2 separate regions of the Arachis hypogaea genome follow, and region 2 is linked to region 1. A link is a contact called in public Hi-C data. All regions are on one chromosome and are shown on one strand. The core of a region is the stretch at or near the end of the contact, and the rest is flanking DNA. Distances in the headings are between cores, read along the strand shown.

Region 1 (7,566 bases), core at 2,357-4,856:
TAGGTGCTAAAAGAATTTGTATGTAATCCTCAAAAGATAGGAATATCGCACTCAATCTATGAAAGACAAGGAAATTTTAGAGAGTAAAGGACTACACTGTATAAATTTAGGTACAAAATAGTCAAAATAAAAGTGAAAACTAACAAAGGAAATAGAAGAACCAAACCTCACAACCAGCTAGGCAATCCATGGCCTTCACTTCTGACATTTTTGAGCTGATGTCTGAAGCTGAACTTTCACATAATACTCGCCACATGACCATTGGCTCCCAGCTCAGACCAGTTCCCTGTGTTAGAACATCACGAACTATAACTGGTTCACCATTAGACCAGTGCTTTTGAAATAACAAGAAGCTTTCTTTTGAAATGTCTCCGGACTCTGGACAGTATATGTTATTATCATTTGTTCCTTCTCGGAATGCTGCCCTTCTCATTAAGTTATAACTTGATGCTGCTGCTTTCTGTTGAACTATTTTTTGTTCCATTTCACAAAACCTCAGTATCTCATGCGCTTTAGCTTCCAATTTAGATAGCCATCCACGAGGTAGGATACACCTCAGCTCTAATATAGAACTACCACAACCTCCAACCTCCTTCGGTGCACAAGGGATCCTTCCATCACTATCCGCATTCCACAATGAAGATAGCTGAATATGACCATTTGGGGCCTCTAGAACAGGGGATACTAGAAGAGGATCACCACCATGCATGTAATCATAACCTCTATTCACATACTGGAACTTCATCTCAGCCCGTGATGTAATGCTTTGATTGCGAATTTCTTGGCAACAACTTAGGCAAAGTTCAAAGGAACAATTGGGGCAGTTTCGATGAAGGTCAACAATTGAAGTGGCACAATGATCACTGTTCCACAACCCAAGAATGAATTAAAGATCTTATAGAACATGGAAAGAAGCCGTGCTAGTATAATCTGAAGGAAACTTACCAATAGACACGTTCATTATCGCCACAAAGACTCTGCGGTATCTCAATATCACACCCTGAGTTCATGAAAGATGTTTTATTGTTGAGAATTCTTCAATGTAATGACCAAAAACCAAAAGAAGAAGATTAATACCTTGTATTTTAGCTTCAATCCCTTCCTCTTGACTCTGTTCATGACAAATTTGTTTCAGAAAAGGAACAAGTAAGCTAATCATATAATGTAGATGCTGAACCCTTTCGGTATCAGTTATGTCCTTGGTAGATGTCTGAAAGTGAATATTCAAAAACAGAAAAGAAAAGATGAAAAAGGGTTAATATATACTCGTGATTTGAGGCATTTTTTCCCATTATAGAATTTGATTTCAGAATTAATATAATTCACAGGATATTAGATCGTAGTAATCTGAACCTTAATTGTTCCTCTTGAACACAAACAAACATTGCAATTGCAATTATTGCGGCAACATGGGCAACTTTCAGCAATTTCTTCTACTGACATGTCAGGGTACCTTGCATTAAAAAATGAAAACCACACCAATATTGTAAGGGTATGTTACAAACTGCATGGTTTAAATTGCATAGTTAAACATAAGCTGCCGTACCACTGGTTGATGCACCGCAGACAGTACATTTTCATACATTTAGAACAAGGCACAAAAGTTGTTCTCTCCTTCTTCAAGCATTGATGACATTTCCGGGGATTCTGTTCAACAACCTGAAAACAAAATTAGTTAGGTACCCTTGAAGTATGATATAATTATTAGCCCTGAGTATATGGTCCTAAAAGATCAAGTTTCCCAGCATTGGAAATTTATTATAAATGATAGCTACCGTAGTATTATCATCCATTCTTCTAGCCCTTCTTGTGTACTTTGTCTTTAGAAGGAAAAGCATTTCATCATCATCATCCAAATCGTCAATCAAGAGACCATCTTCATATTGGTCATTCTTATTTGAGGTGTTGAATTTCTTTGGTTCATCTACCTTCCTGGTAGTCCTGTTTGAACTGAACAGGTCTTTTTTCCCTTCTGACTTTGGTTCCGTAAAATCATGCTTGTGATTTTCTTGAACCTTTCTTTTCTTCAAAACACCAGAAGTTCTAGAACATTTTGAGGTTTTGTGTGGACTTTTGCCAATAAGCTTATTTGATTGTTCTTTTTTCACAAATGGAACCTCCATTCCTACCAAAGAACCCCTCTCCAGAGTTCCCATAGTTTTTTCTCCCTCTTCTGGCTCTGGCTCCTCATCACTCCCGTTAACAATATTCTCCTCGGCCTTTCTCTTTGAATTCCGGAAAGTTCTTGAGTATCTTGAGTACTGCAGATTATCCTCAGTCTGTTGATTTGACTGTTGTTGTCTAGGAACAGCTACCTCCATTCTTGCTGCAGAATAGACCAAAAATCAATCTCAGATAATTACAACTATTCAACTGTTCTACCCTAGATTATCACTCATTCACCCACGTTAATGGGGTGTATTCACATCATGTGAACAGGCATAACAATGCATAGCAAATTAACAATATGTTGGTATAGCAGACCAATTACTTACCATCAGAACCTCAATCATTATTCATGAACACAACTTTTTTGGGGGGAACAATGTGAACAATTACAACTACGTTTCAGTGGCTAAATGCATAACAATGTATAGAAAATTAGCAAATGTGCTGGTATAAAAGACTAATTAATTACCATCAAGAGGTTAATTATGATTTATGTATCCAAATTATTTTGGGGGAAAAGGACTCCTCTTTTTTCTTTTTTTTTGTTCATGTTTATTAAATACGGTAAATCCATCCTATTGTTAAATTCATCAAGAAATTAACAGGTACAAGAACAATTGATGAATTTCAATATACAGTTCCTTCAGGCAAAGAGATACAACTGAGTTGACTAGAGAGTGAAGTCAACCCAATAAAATCCTTTCAACCAAGAACGCGACTTTGCCCATAAAACATAAACAAAACAGAGAGAGAAAAAATTAGAATTTCGAATTGCATTGCTTTAGTGATCAGTAATTATGCAACAAAGAAACCATCGAACTCGAAATCAACAACGTCCCCAAAAGAGTTTTTGCATGCGTCTTGAATGATTCACGCCGCCGGTAAAACGAAAAATAAATAAAACAAAACGATAAAAAAAACAAAAGAAAACAAATTGAGAAAGGAAGGTAAGGTACCTAATCAAGAAAAGCATGTAAAGAGCGGTAGAGCCGATGAAATCGTTCGAGATTGTAGAATAGAACAGAGCAGTATTAATGGCGTTTGATATGATGAGTAAAGAGAGAGATACGGATTGAAATATTAATTATTCAATCAATAATAATAATTGATTTGATTGATTGATTGCAGAGAGATAGAGAGAGAGAGATTTAAGGGGAAGTCATCCACCGCTTGGCTGAAAAAAAGAACAAGTGCAGAAAGTGTTTGTTTTTTTTTTTTTTTTTACGATAACGATGTGATCCCCCTTATAATGCCGTACAGGTAAACCAATGCAAACATTCGTTCACTCACACTCGCTCACACTCAGATTAGGGCTTTTTGTTTTGGCAACAATCCCAACCAGACAGATTTTTACCGCGAGATGCAAAAGAAAATCTGAAGAATGAATAAAGTAAAAATAGCTATTTTGGATCCTGAAAGATTAGGTGCCGAAAAAATTGATGAAGAATTAAATGAATTTTTTTATATAAAAGATAAAAGATGAATTATATTCAATAAAAATATCTAATAATTAAATTTTAGTCGATTCTGTTTAAAAATATATTAAATTTTAAAATTAGTTTTACGATGAATCATTTTCAATTTTCAATCTTCAACTTCTAACTTTTTGTTGTATCTCTTTCAGATGGTGTTTTGTTATATTTTAGACATAGTTATAAACACTGAAATATGTATCAAAAAGATATAAACACAACATACATGTATATATATATTTTGTGTTTGACAAAGCAAATATGTAAGAAACACAAAATATTAAAAAGTCCATAATACTCCCATCTTCTACGAGTTAAATCCTAAAATAGTCCCTAAGATTCACAAAATGCACCGATTTAATCCCTAACTTTTCAATTGCACTATTTATGTCATCAAAATTGAAAAAAAAATGTACCTATTTGGTCCCTTCTCGTTTTTCTGTCCAAACTGCTTCCTGGCAGCAGTAGTGATGTGGCAATGGATTTCCACGCTAGTACTCAACGATGCCGTTCTCCCCAAACTACTAAATTCATTCAAAGTAGCCTCCACCAAATTGATAGTTTCCATAAACAAAAGCAACAATATCTTCAGAGAAAGAAGAAGAACGATTACTCTTTTTTCTCATGGCCTTCATGTTCCTCTGCTGTTTCTCAAAGCGCTTTCTTCTTGCTTTCAACCTCCTCAACATATGCAACTCCTTCCTCTTCCTCCACTCCTCCTCTGTCTCCGTTAGAAGGAAACATGTTCTTATCAGATTCATTGTGCAAGGCATTGGCATGTTATTAGAGTAACCCCAATATCTTAATTATTATTATTGCTGTTGTTATTATCTTCATCTCTGATGAGGGGCTTTGAGAATGAGAATTCGGACATTGATGTTGTTCTCTTGATCTTCTTTGCTGTTGGGTCCACACCAAAATGACCGTTCATTGACAGACCGAGGCTCAGCTCAATCTCTTGTTCTGCATCTCCATCACCATGGTGATGTTGTTGTTGTAGCTCATGATGGTGATGATGGTTCATGGACATGAACCTTTTTAGCAGATCTCTTGGGAAATCGCTCATGCGAGTTCTGTTGTTCTCTCCTTCCTCAACAACTTGTACCATTGAAGAATTTGATATTAAAACAACAAAAAAAAAGAAAAAAGGTTACCTTTTTCAAGGAAGGAAGAATACCCAGATGGCTTAAAATTCACAAAAACTTGAAAATTGAAGTTTGTTTTTGGTAGGTAACCGAAGATTGGTGATGAACCAAAAGAGAAATAAGGTCGAATTAAATAGTTTTTGTACCCATGCAATGAGTGAAAACGAACAGAGAAGTTCTGCAGTTAGGGTTAAAAAGGGGCTCAGGGACCACATTGGCTTAAACACTTTCAATTGCCACGTCATGTAATCGTTAGACACTCCAGTGTGGCAATCTATTGCCACATCACTACCACCGAAAAGTAATTTGGACGGAAAAACGGGAAAGGACCAATAGGTGCATTTTTTCCAATCTCAAGGACATAAATAGTGCAATTGAAAAGTCAGGAACCAAATCAGTGTATTTCGTGAATTTCAGGGACTACTTTGAAGTTTAACTCCATCTTCTACCTTTGTCATCATCATCACAGAAATTTCACTCTATGACCATTCATTTTTCTTCTCCACTACCATTCATATAGCCAAAAATAAATTATTCAGATATCAAAAAATTTCAATAATTTCACCAATAAATTCAATAATATTAAAAAATAAAAAGATACATAATAAAAAAATTAAATTTTTTTTGGAAAAATAGAAAAATGAAGAAAGAGATAAAGAGAAAGAAGAATGAACAAAAAGCAAAATCAGATAGAACAATAGTAGCAGACTGAAGAGGAAGAGAAAGAGAGGCGATGGTGCGAACTGTGAAGAGGAAAAGAAAGAGAGGTGGTGGCAAGGAGAAAGCAAGGGCAGAAGGGGATCTGAACCAAATAAGAAGGAGGTGACAGATCTGGACCAAGGGAGCGAGGGTATTTTCTCTGTGTAACCGGAGTCGCCTCTGGCCTCTGGACATGTTGGAACTGCATGAGTTCACCAGAGTGGAGCATAGCGACAGCGACAGATCTGGATCTAAACAAGTGGTGGAGAAAGAAAGATGAAAAGAGAAAGGTGCGACAGCAACGGCAGTGACGGTGGTGGAGAGAAAAGGAAGTGACAAAGGAAATAGGAAGAAAGAAAGAGAAAAAATGAGAACGAGGAAGGAGAAAATGAAAAAAGGGGTTAAGATTAAGGGATAAGAATGGTATTTTAAAAAATAATCATAAATAAAAGAGTAAAAATTTATGTCTCATTTAGTGTGTCTTAGTGTCTCATCTTTTTTGAAAGACATCAAATACATGTGTTTTATGTATGTATGTATATTTTCGTGTCTTTAAAAAATTAGTGTCTTAACAAAACAAACCTACTCTTATTTCTTCTTTTAATTTCTCGTATTCTGTTATCTAAAAAAATGGAAAACAAAAAATTCTAAATCTAAATCTATCTCCTTTTTAAATTTGTTCATCCTCCTCCCTTTCTCTTTCTGAATTTAACCTTTTTCTCTATTTAAATCTGACGTTATCGCAATTATTGAAACCTTTTTTGCCATTACTCTTATTGTTATCGTGACTTCTGTTATCTTATTTACAGATATTTTACTTTTTTTCGACAATTATCGTTGCAAAAATATTTACCTTTTCTTTTTTCTGTTTTTCTTTTACAAGTTTTATATGCCACATAGTTTCAATCATATTGGTCTTCAGCATCATTTACGATAATAAAAATTGTCTAGAATTTTTTTTAATATATAGAGCATATAATGTAGTTATTACAAACAGATTTTTGGTTAACTATATTTTTATTTTAATATTTTAATTTGATGACAAATATATCTTTGATAATTGTTCTATTCTTTAGTATTAGGTTAATGCCTTTTCAATGAACTTGAAAAGAATTTTTTGGTTTTTTATTGTCCTCATTTAGTCTAATGGCCATTGTCTTCTCTTTCTTGGCTCACAATTGATGCATTTCTTCGTGTATGAGTGTCGTCAAGTCAATATTATTGCTCTTAAAATGAACTCATGGTTTTCTTAATCTCTAAGGCCAGCATAATGTAATTCTTCTGGTAATTAGATTCTTTAAGATGAAAATATTACTATTTTGCGCCTTGATTCTAGAGTGACAAAAATGCCTCTTGAAAATGTATCATCCTCTTCCTCTTCAAAAAAATTCGTCCTTGAATTTATATATATATATATATATATATATATATATATATATATATATATATATATATATATATATATATATATAAATTGAATACACTAAACACAACTGAACCATAATACTTACCATTAAATTTAATTTTGTTAGAATTATCATTAATAATCTCTAACACATGGAATGGATTATCTTATCTTTTCTCCAACAAGTGTAGTTTTCCTCTAAATAATAAGAAGCTTCTCTTTTCTCTAATGAATTCAAACCCAATCTCCTAATTCAATGACCATATTTTGATGACTCTTCTTTGTCCATTATATAGTAGTTATGTCTTTCTTGTTGACTATGTTATGAGTCTTCATAACTGCAAGTTTAATCTTTTCATCCTTATTTTCACCATCTAAAATAACATCATTACTCAAAGACAAAAACATTAAATTCAAAATAGTCAGATAGTTAAAATGATTCAAATATTCACAAGGATAATAACCAATAAAATTATAAAGAATCTCAATGTCTCACAAATAATTAACCAAAACACTCTTAACATGTAAGATATGATCATCCAAGTAACTAGCATAAATTAACACATAATCAACCTCTTTTAGAAATAACTCAGTATATGTGTGAAATCTTCAAAATTTTGACATGCAATTAAATGTGCAATTATACCAAATCTGTCCACAACAAGAATAATGATAT
Region 2 (7,692 bases), core at 1,839-4,338, 140 kb after region 1:
GGTGGCAGCCAAGGAGTGCAACACAGAGACGGTGAGAGGTGGGTATGAAAATTAAAATTAGATGGGCCTATTTTAGTAATTTTATATTATATGTTAGTCTTGTTTATATGTATCCAAACAGGATACTAGACATTACATCAGTGTCTTATCCATTATATCCAAACACAATACATAAAGAATAATTTTTAGTGTCTTTGTCTCAGTATCTCTGTCTCAATGTCATATCCTGTACTGTTTATAAAAACAAAGGCAGCCTATGTGACGTTTTAAATTGCAAAAGCATGCCAACTTAATGTCGCTCCCTTTATGATTCCTCGCTCCAAGTGCACACCCAAAATAATGCCTCATACATCATGTGATCACTTTCAAGCTCGTTGAAGTGGTGTCTGATGATCATATAACTAATAGACTATTTGTGAAGACACCAAGAATTATTGTAACATCTTCTAGTGTTGGTATATTCAATAAATGGAAGATGAAACGGATGTATCTCTAGCTTTCACCTTTCAACTAATGCGGTCAAAATAGCTGAGTGACCCTAAATTTTTCCGATATTCGAGATATGAAATTTAGTTCCCATAAAAAAATCTCCTTTATATGCTAGCATAATAACTAGCATAAAAATAATATATTAATCCAATCTTGATATTTTTAATATGATAATATAATGTTAATGCCATAGAATATAAAACAAAAGAAAAAACTGATTCAACAGCGTATGACTTCATTATATCATTATATTCTAGGCTTCTAGCCAAAAGGTTAATAATATACTAGCCAAAATTCATTAGACTGAAGCTGAATAGTATACTACCCACAAGGTTGTGTGACTGCTGCTTAATGATAATACAATATCCATGAAAATGTAAAAGTAATAACATGAGCTATGATGATGAACAAGTATGAAAAGATAAACATGCAATGACTCAAGGTTAATGAAAAGAATCTACCTGTAATTGATCAAGTTAGCACGAAAAATGAAGTTATAGATAGATGCCATGTGATAACATGAAAACAAATCTAGTGTATGTGTATGTGGCGCCCCTGATTAAACACAAAAACATGCATTTTACATATTAATACAAATATTTTAACAATTTATCCTCCTTTTTTTAATTTCTTTTTTCCGTGCATTTATGAATTATATAAAAGATGGATTTCAGTAACAATATAATGCAGTAACTAAAGAATTATCCAAAATTTTCAACCCATCATAACTTAACATAACTCTAAATTCTCAATCACAGGGTTAATAATTTCAATTTGCGGATGTGAATATATTGATAGGAATAAAACACACAATTTTTTATTTGTAAGAATTAAAAGAGCAACAATATCTATTCACGATAAATATTAATACTAGCACAATAATACCTAATATCAGTGGAAAGATAACATAAAACCGAAATTAAAGACAAGCTAAGATTTTTAACGTAAAAAACTTTTTAGATGAGAGTAGTAAAAACTATGAATTACTAATATCAGAAAATAGCTTCATTATGATAAAAAATAGAGTATAAGAGAGTCACAAATTATTGCACAAAATGTGCATACAATAAGCCAAACAACCCAAACTTCAAAGTTTACAAAACAAGAACAAGAAGATGAAAATACCACAAAACAAAACTGCTGTGTGTGGCCAATATCTCCAGCTACAGACATCGAATCAAAGGTTTGAACGGTGAAAATAAAGAACCAGATGTGTGGAACACACTGTCCAAATTTGAGCTCGATCTAACGGTTAACGAATCTGCAATGACCAATTTACAAAGACATCTCTGTATATGTGCGAAAATGACTTTCTCTCTTCTTTTTTCTCTAGTGTTTGGTGTTGTTCTTGCAAATAAGACCTCTCTCACTTAACCCTAACTCACCTAAGCTACATCAACTATTCATGAACTTGGATACTAAATATTTTGACTTTTTCTCCACATAAAAGGGAGCCCAAAAAACCCAACAAATCTCTCCCTTACAACTATGTGTGGAGATAGGGGTGGAAAAAAGTCAGGTGGTCTGCCAAGACCTGCAGCCTGGCCTGACTTGACCTGTTATAAAATAAGCACAGGTTCAGACTCTTCTATAAGCCTTAATATATTAATAGGTCAAGTCCAAGTTTACTAATTAGCTTTATTGGCCTCTCAAGCCTGTCTGGGCCTATTAATACATAATTAAATATATAAATAATTTTTTTATCATTAATAAAATTATGATATATTTTAAATTTATTATATTTTATTATAAATACTTTTGTATATTTTAAATACATTAAAATTTAAAAATTTTTATAAATATTAAATATGACATATTACCTATAAATATTTTTATTAAAAAAATAATTTTTAAATAATATTTTTGTTTTTGTAAAAAAAATTATCAAGTCTTTTAACAGGCTTCAGGTCAGGCCAAACTTAGTACTTTAAAAAAAAAGTCTATAGTAGGGGCGGAGATTGCCTCTCTACTCCTTATTCCCGTCCCGAGATTTACTCCTCGTTCCCGTCTCCATTTTCTGTCGTAGGAGAATATTGCTTCCTATCTCCATTTCCCACAGAGTTCCATTTTTCACCAAGATTTTTCATCTCTCTGATAATTTTGACTAATTATTAATTTTCATGGGAATAGAGCTGAAAATATTCATCTTATATAAAAATAGCAAGATTTTATACAAAAATCTAAACAACAAGATGTCGATTTCTTTCAAAATGATGCAATGGGAAATGCCACAACGAACTAGAACACAGAGCAGTGGACAAGGTGGAAAACACAACAGCAAAGAGAGGAGAATGAATACGACGACAGAGTTGTGAAAATGAATGCCATGAATATAGAGAACGATACCGTGAGAATAATGAAACGGTGAGAGATGACAATACAGTGAGACAGAAGAGTGATGAGAGAGTAAATGCAAAAAAATTAAATAAAATATGAACGATAATAGCCGTTAAAAATTTATAAATTAAAGAAGAGTGATGTAAATAAAAATTAAAAATTTTAAATCTATATATATAACATGCCAAATGACTAAAAAATATATATAAAAAATAAATTATTAAAAATAATTAAATAAATTTATAAATTTTGAACATTGACAAAAAATCTTCACACTCAGATCTTTATTCGGAATAGTCCCCGCAGAATTCTCGGCGTCTCGAACAGTTTTGCCATCTTTAATCCATGACCACCTTCCTCGTCTTCCTTCTCCTCTTCTCTTTCCATTCTTCTTCTAGTTTCGCTTGATATAAAACTTTTCCCACCGAAACCAGAAAGACAAAGAGAATAATCACCAACACAATTGGAGAAGGAAGAAGAAGAAAGAAAAAGAGAGATGTCCAAGTTTTTGGCTGTGTATTTAAATCGATGAAAAAATAATGAAATTTTCTCGATTTTCTTAACTGTGTATTCTTTCTTTCTTTGTATCCAAATTGTTTTATTGACAGCATTGAGTGTGTCATCCTCTGATGGCACGGATGAAGATGAGATCCAACACCATAACCTTCGTCCTCATCATTACTTTGAGTTTTCTTCTTCGAAGCCTTGGAATGGAGGCGCCAACAACAACAACAACAACAACAATGTTATGGGCGCAACGGTGGTTATTCCTCCTGCAACCAGCGTCCATGAGTTGCTTGAATGTCCCGTTTGCACCAATTCAATGTATCCCCCAATTCATCAGGTTAGGGTTCTGTCCCTAATTTTCATCTTATTCATTTTTTTAAAATTATTTTGAGGTGATTGCTAATTCCTTTTGGTGATGGATTTGAAGTTGGATTGAGTGAATTTTGATGACATGTGTTTTTGAGTATTAATTGAATTTTCTTTGAGTTGGGGGAATGGGTCTTGGAGTTGGTTTTGGGAATTTAGGGTTATGGTTACATTGAGAAAGTGTTGTGTATAGAAGGGCATGTTTGATTTAGTGGAATTGAGCTAAAATAATGATTGCAGTGAGATGCGAGTTCAAGGAGTTTACCATGGTGTCAAAACTTTAATCTAACATTTGTTTATTACTAATAAAATTTGAGCAAAGTGAATTATTTACTGTAGTCCAGTGTTTCATTCTTGTTTAGTAATTGTAAATTTATCAGTAGTCTTTGGTATAAGAAGTTTTTTTTTTTTTTCTTTTTGATATTATAGTTTCTGAAAGTAAGTTTAGTTAGAACTGATTTTACAAAAATGTTTCCATTAGAAGTTGGTATGGAGTAAACTTGATTTATGTTTGATGAATATGTAGTAAGACCTTGGTGAATGAATCCGAGGAGTACTGTGGATGTTCTTTGTTAGTTAAACTCAAGAAAGTACTTTGTACACAACTATATTTTGTTGTTGTATCAGATGTAAGCTTGGGTGGTAAAATGGCAACAAGATAGGATTAGGAATAAATGCATTCAAGACAATGTTGCAGTAGCATCTATTTTAGAAATATGGTAGAATTTGAGTTTACATATTTTTGGGATTTTAGCCTATAGAAGCTCTGGTATTAAAAAGGCCTTGGGTATAATTAAAAGTTTGAAGAAGGATTTGCACAAAACCACCTATTAGGTTTATAGACCATGAGAACATATATTTTATCTGAAGTAGAAGACAATATGAAGTCAGTGTGACCCAAGGGATGCTATGGTTGAAAGCTCTCTGTATCAATTATTGAAAAGTAGTAAAGGATTTACTTCTTCTTATCTATTAGGCTGAGTAAGAAGATTGGAACAGTAAGTTATATGGTTACCTTAGAAGTCATAATAAATGGGAACAAAAAAGTTGAAGATTGGCCTTGGCAAAAATGCCGATTTCATTTATGTCCCCCGTCCCCTAGCTGAGGTCTTTTATGTATAATATGAACTAAAGTAACAGCTAACTCTGAACTACAAATAAAAACTCAAAATGTCAGGAAGATTTATTTGGTTTATCTCCTTTTCTTGTTAAAGAAACTTTGTTAGGAGAAAGGAGAGAGAAAAACCAGCAGAGAGAAATTACTGACTGAAACCTTTAAAGGCGAATAAGCTGGAACCCAAAGAGACTAGAAAAATAAGCCTTTCCCCAAAGTTATGCAGGTATAAATTACTGACCGAAAAACTACCTTAGCAAACTGATGTAATCATGCATGGCGCATGTAAGTAACTAACTGCCTATGTTGTAGTTGGAATGTAGGAATGCATAGCATATGTAGGTGGTTCTTGTTAGGAGATGAAAAAAATGAGAGGGTGAGAGCATTCAGACTGGATTCTGAGGAATATTGATTGTCTAGGATTTCTTATAGACAATCTGTATTGAAGTATATTATTAGTTGACACTTGACACATACTGCAAAATGTCTGTATTTGTGAAGATGTGGAAAATGAAAGTTCCAATAGATTTCTTGCAGTGCCATAATGGGCATACATTAAACAAGGGTGCACAATCGGTGTCCCACTTGTAGACAAGAGCTTGGAGATATTAGGTGTCTGGTGCTGGAAAAGGTGGCTGAATCACTCTAGTTACCTTGCAAGTACTACTCCCTTAGATATCCAGAAATATTTCCATACTACAGCAAGCTGAAGCATGAGACAGAATGCAATTTCAGATCATACAATTGTCCTTATGCTGGATCAGAGTGCTCTGTTGCCGGGAACATTCCTTTCCTTGTTGCACATCTGCACAGGATGCATATTCAACCACCGATATGTAAAATCAAATCCCCATGAAGTTGAGAATGCAACATGGATGCTCATGGTAAGTGTATCAGATTTATTTCTACAGATCATTACCCTTTGTCATATATTTCCACAAATGGATATTAAAATATGACACACAACAGCCCCCCATTGGTTTGTGGTACTTTAATATCTATTGGTGGAAATACTGGGAAGTCATGGAGACATCGAAAATTGGAATCATGCCTAGTGAAATTTGTTAAGATGCTTCATGCCTTCATATGGCTAGTTATGTTTTATCTATTCCTTATATCCTCCCTTTCACTTGGCTGAGCTATGTTTTGGTGCTTATCAATTTAACAACTTTGTTTTTTCCCGCTGTAAGCCTTGCATAGAAGAACATGTATGCAATTCAGTATCCAGATGCTACATCATAGATTTTTAATTTATTCAAAGCCCATTCATCACTTATTAGTTGCCACTTTTAATCACATCTTATATAACATATATTCACAGTAGAGCACATTCAATCTTGGAAGCAATTAATTAATTAATTACATAATTAAAATAAGAAGATTGCAATACAAGTAACTGTAGATATAATAGTATTTCATTTAATGATAGCTTAATATGATTAAATGCAGACACAAATCCGAATTCAAATTGGTAAAAATGTAAATATATACTAATTTAATTATAATAGTATAACTGTATAACTTAGGTACTTAGGTAGTACTTTCCCTGAAAAACAATACGCTGTGGTTAGTAAATGCGAAAAAAAAAAATCCTAAGAAAGAAATTCGGATATAAAAATAAAATATAAAAAATAAAGAAATTAGTAAAGTAATAAAATAATTAACTAATCAAACTTATATTTTTTATAATCTGTGAATGCTATTACTTGACATAAATGTAGTTAAATTTTTATTTTCTTATTTTAAAAATTTAATCCAATATAAATATATGGTATATAAAAAATAACAAAAGAATTAAATAATTCCAAAAGAATTAGAAGTGAACCGTACTATTAAATATAAAAAATGTTTTAAAATAAAAATGAATAAAGATATAAAATGAATTTATAATTTTATTAATTTTCCTATCTTAATTTAAGAATAATTAAAATATTAATTTATTGTTTTATCAATTTTGTTATGGACTTAATCCATTTTTTCTAATGGGATAACCGAATAAGAGAGTGAGAGAGAAAAAAACGAAGTGGAATAATGAGGTAGTCCCCACCAGATAGATAGATAATAAATATCATAATAGTCTCTTCCCGCCTTCTCGCTTCTTCAAAACCTTTCTTTTCTCGTTTAGCATCATCCCCCCTTCATTCTCTCAACAGACTCACAGGAAAACAGAGAGATAAAATTCTACACTCTGCCTCGTTTATAAGGGTCACTCATACAAATTGTTGCATTGTGTGTGTGATATAGCCACGCACAACACTAGTTATGGACACGCCGGAGAGGAACCAGATCAACCCTCCCTTCTCTCGTGTCGAGGTTTTACTTTTACTTCCTCCCATTCTGCCTTTTCTGCATGTCTTTCGTTAAGTTTTCATGGAAAACGTATGTGTGATTTTTCTTGTTTTTGGAATATCTGTTTTATGAATATCTCAACATGCAGTTCAATTTGCAGCAGTGGCGGAACTTGAGGATGATTTTTGGAGGGGCCAAACATGTTAAATTTGTAAAAAGAAAGGATAATTTTTGGAGGGGCCAATATTTTAAATTTGAAATAAAAGAAAAATATTGGATGAGTGACAGAAGTGAGTATCAAAGAGGGTGTAACTTGATTAGTAACACAACATTTGACCAATTAAGCTATTTGTACTTTTTGTAATGGTTTACAAGGCTCTGCCGCTTTTGCAGGGATTGTAAATAGTTTCTTTTGCTTTGCTTTTCGCGTTCTGTCTTTTGCATTTCATAATTATCCTCTTATCAGAGAGCCCCTTTAATTTTATATGGGCTAGGTATTCTATGCACTCATTTGCTGTATTGGTTCATAGTCTTGATTATCTGTTTTTACATGAATTAATCCTTTCAATTAATCTATGTGTAATTATATT

What was found. A called contact is a pair of places that touch in the nucleus more often than the background predicts.
Region 2: a Hi-C map of leaf shows a contact between it and region 1, with 2.1 times the contacts expected there. The contact joins the promoter of LOC112707204 here to the promoter of LOC112800837 in region 1. A contact is called at or near these places in 2 of 8 Hi-C or Micro-C datasets (both in leaf).

The regions. Positions count from the first base shown.
Region 1 is chr1:24,064,285-24,071,850 of arahy.Tifrunner.gnm2.J5K5, forward strand. It overlaps LOC112800837 (lysine-specific demethylase JMJ26), which reads right to left and starts at 3,607. Exons shown (of 13, transcript XM_025843247.3): 1 at 3,126-3,607; 2 at 1,776-2,326; 3 at 1,547-1,659; 4 at 1,354-1,453; 5 at 1,078-1,210; 6 at 946-1,000; 7 at 167-863. The coding sequence starts at 2,321.
Region 2 is chr1:24,204,481-24,212,172 of arahy.Tifrunner.gnm2.J5K5, forward strand. It overlaps LOC112707204 (protein tesmin/TSO1-like CXC 2), which reads left to right and starts at 3,089. Exons shown (of 11, transcript XM_072223829.1): 1 at 3,089-3,670; 2 at 5,340-5,697; 3 at 7,058-7,126. The coding sequence starts at 5,527.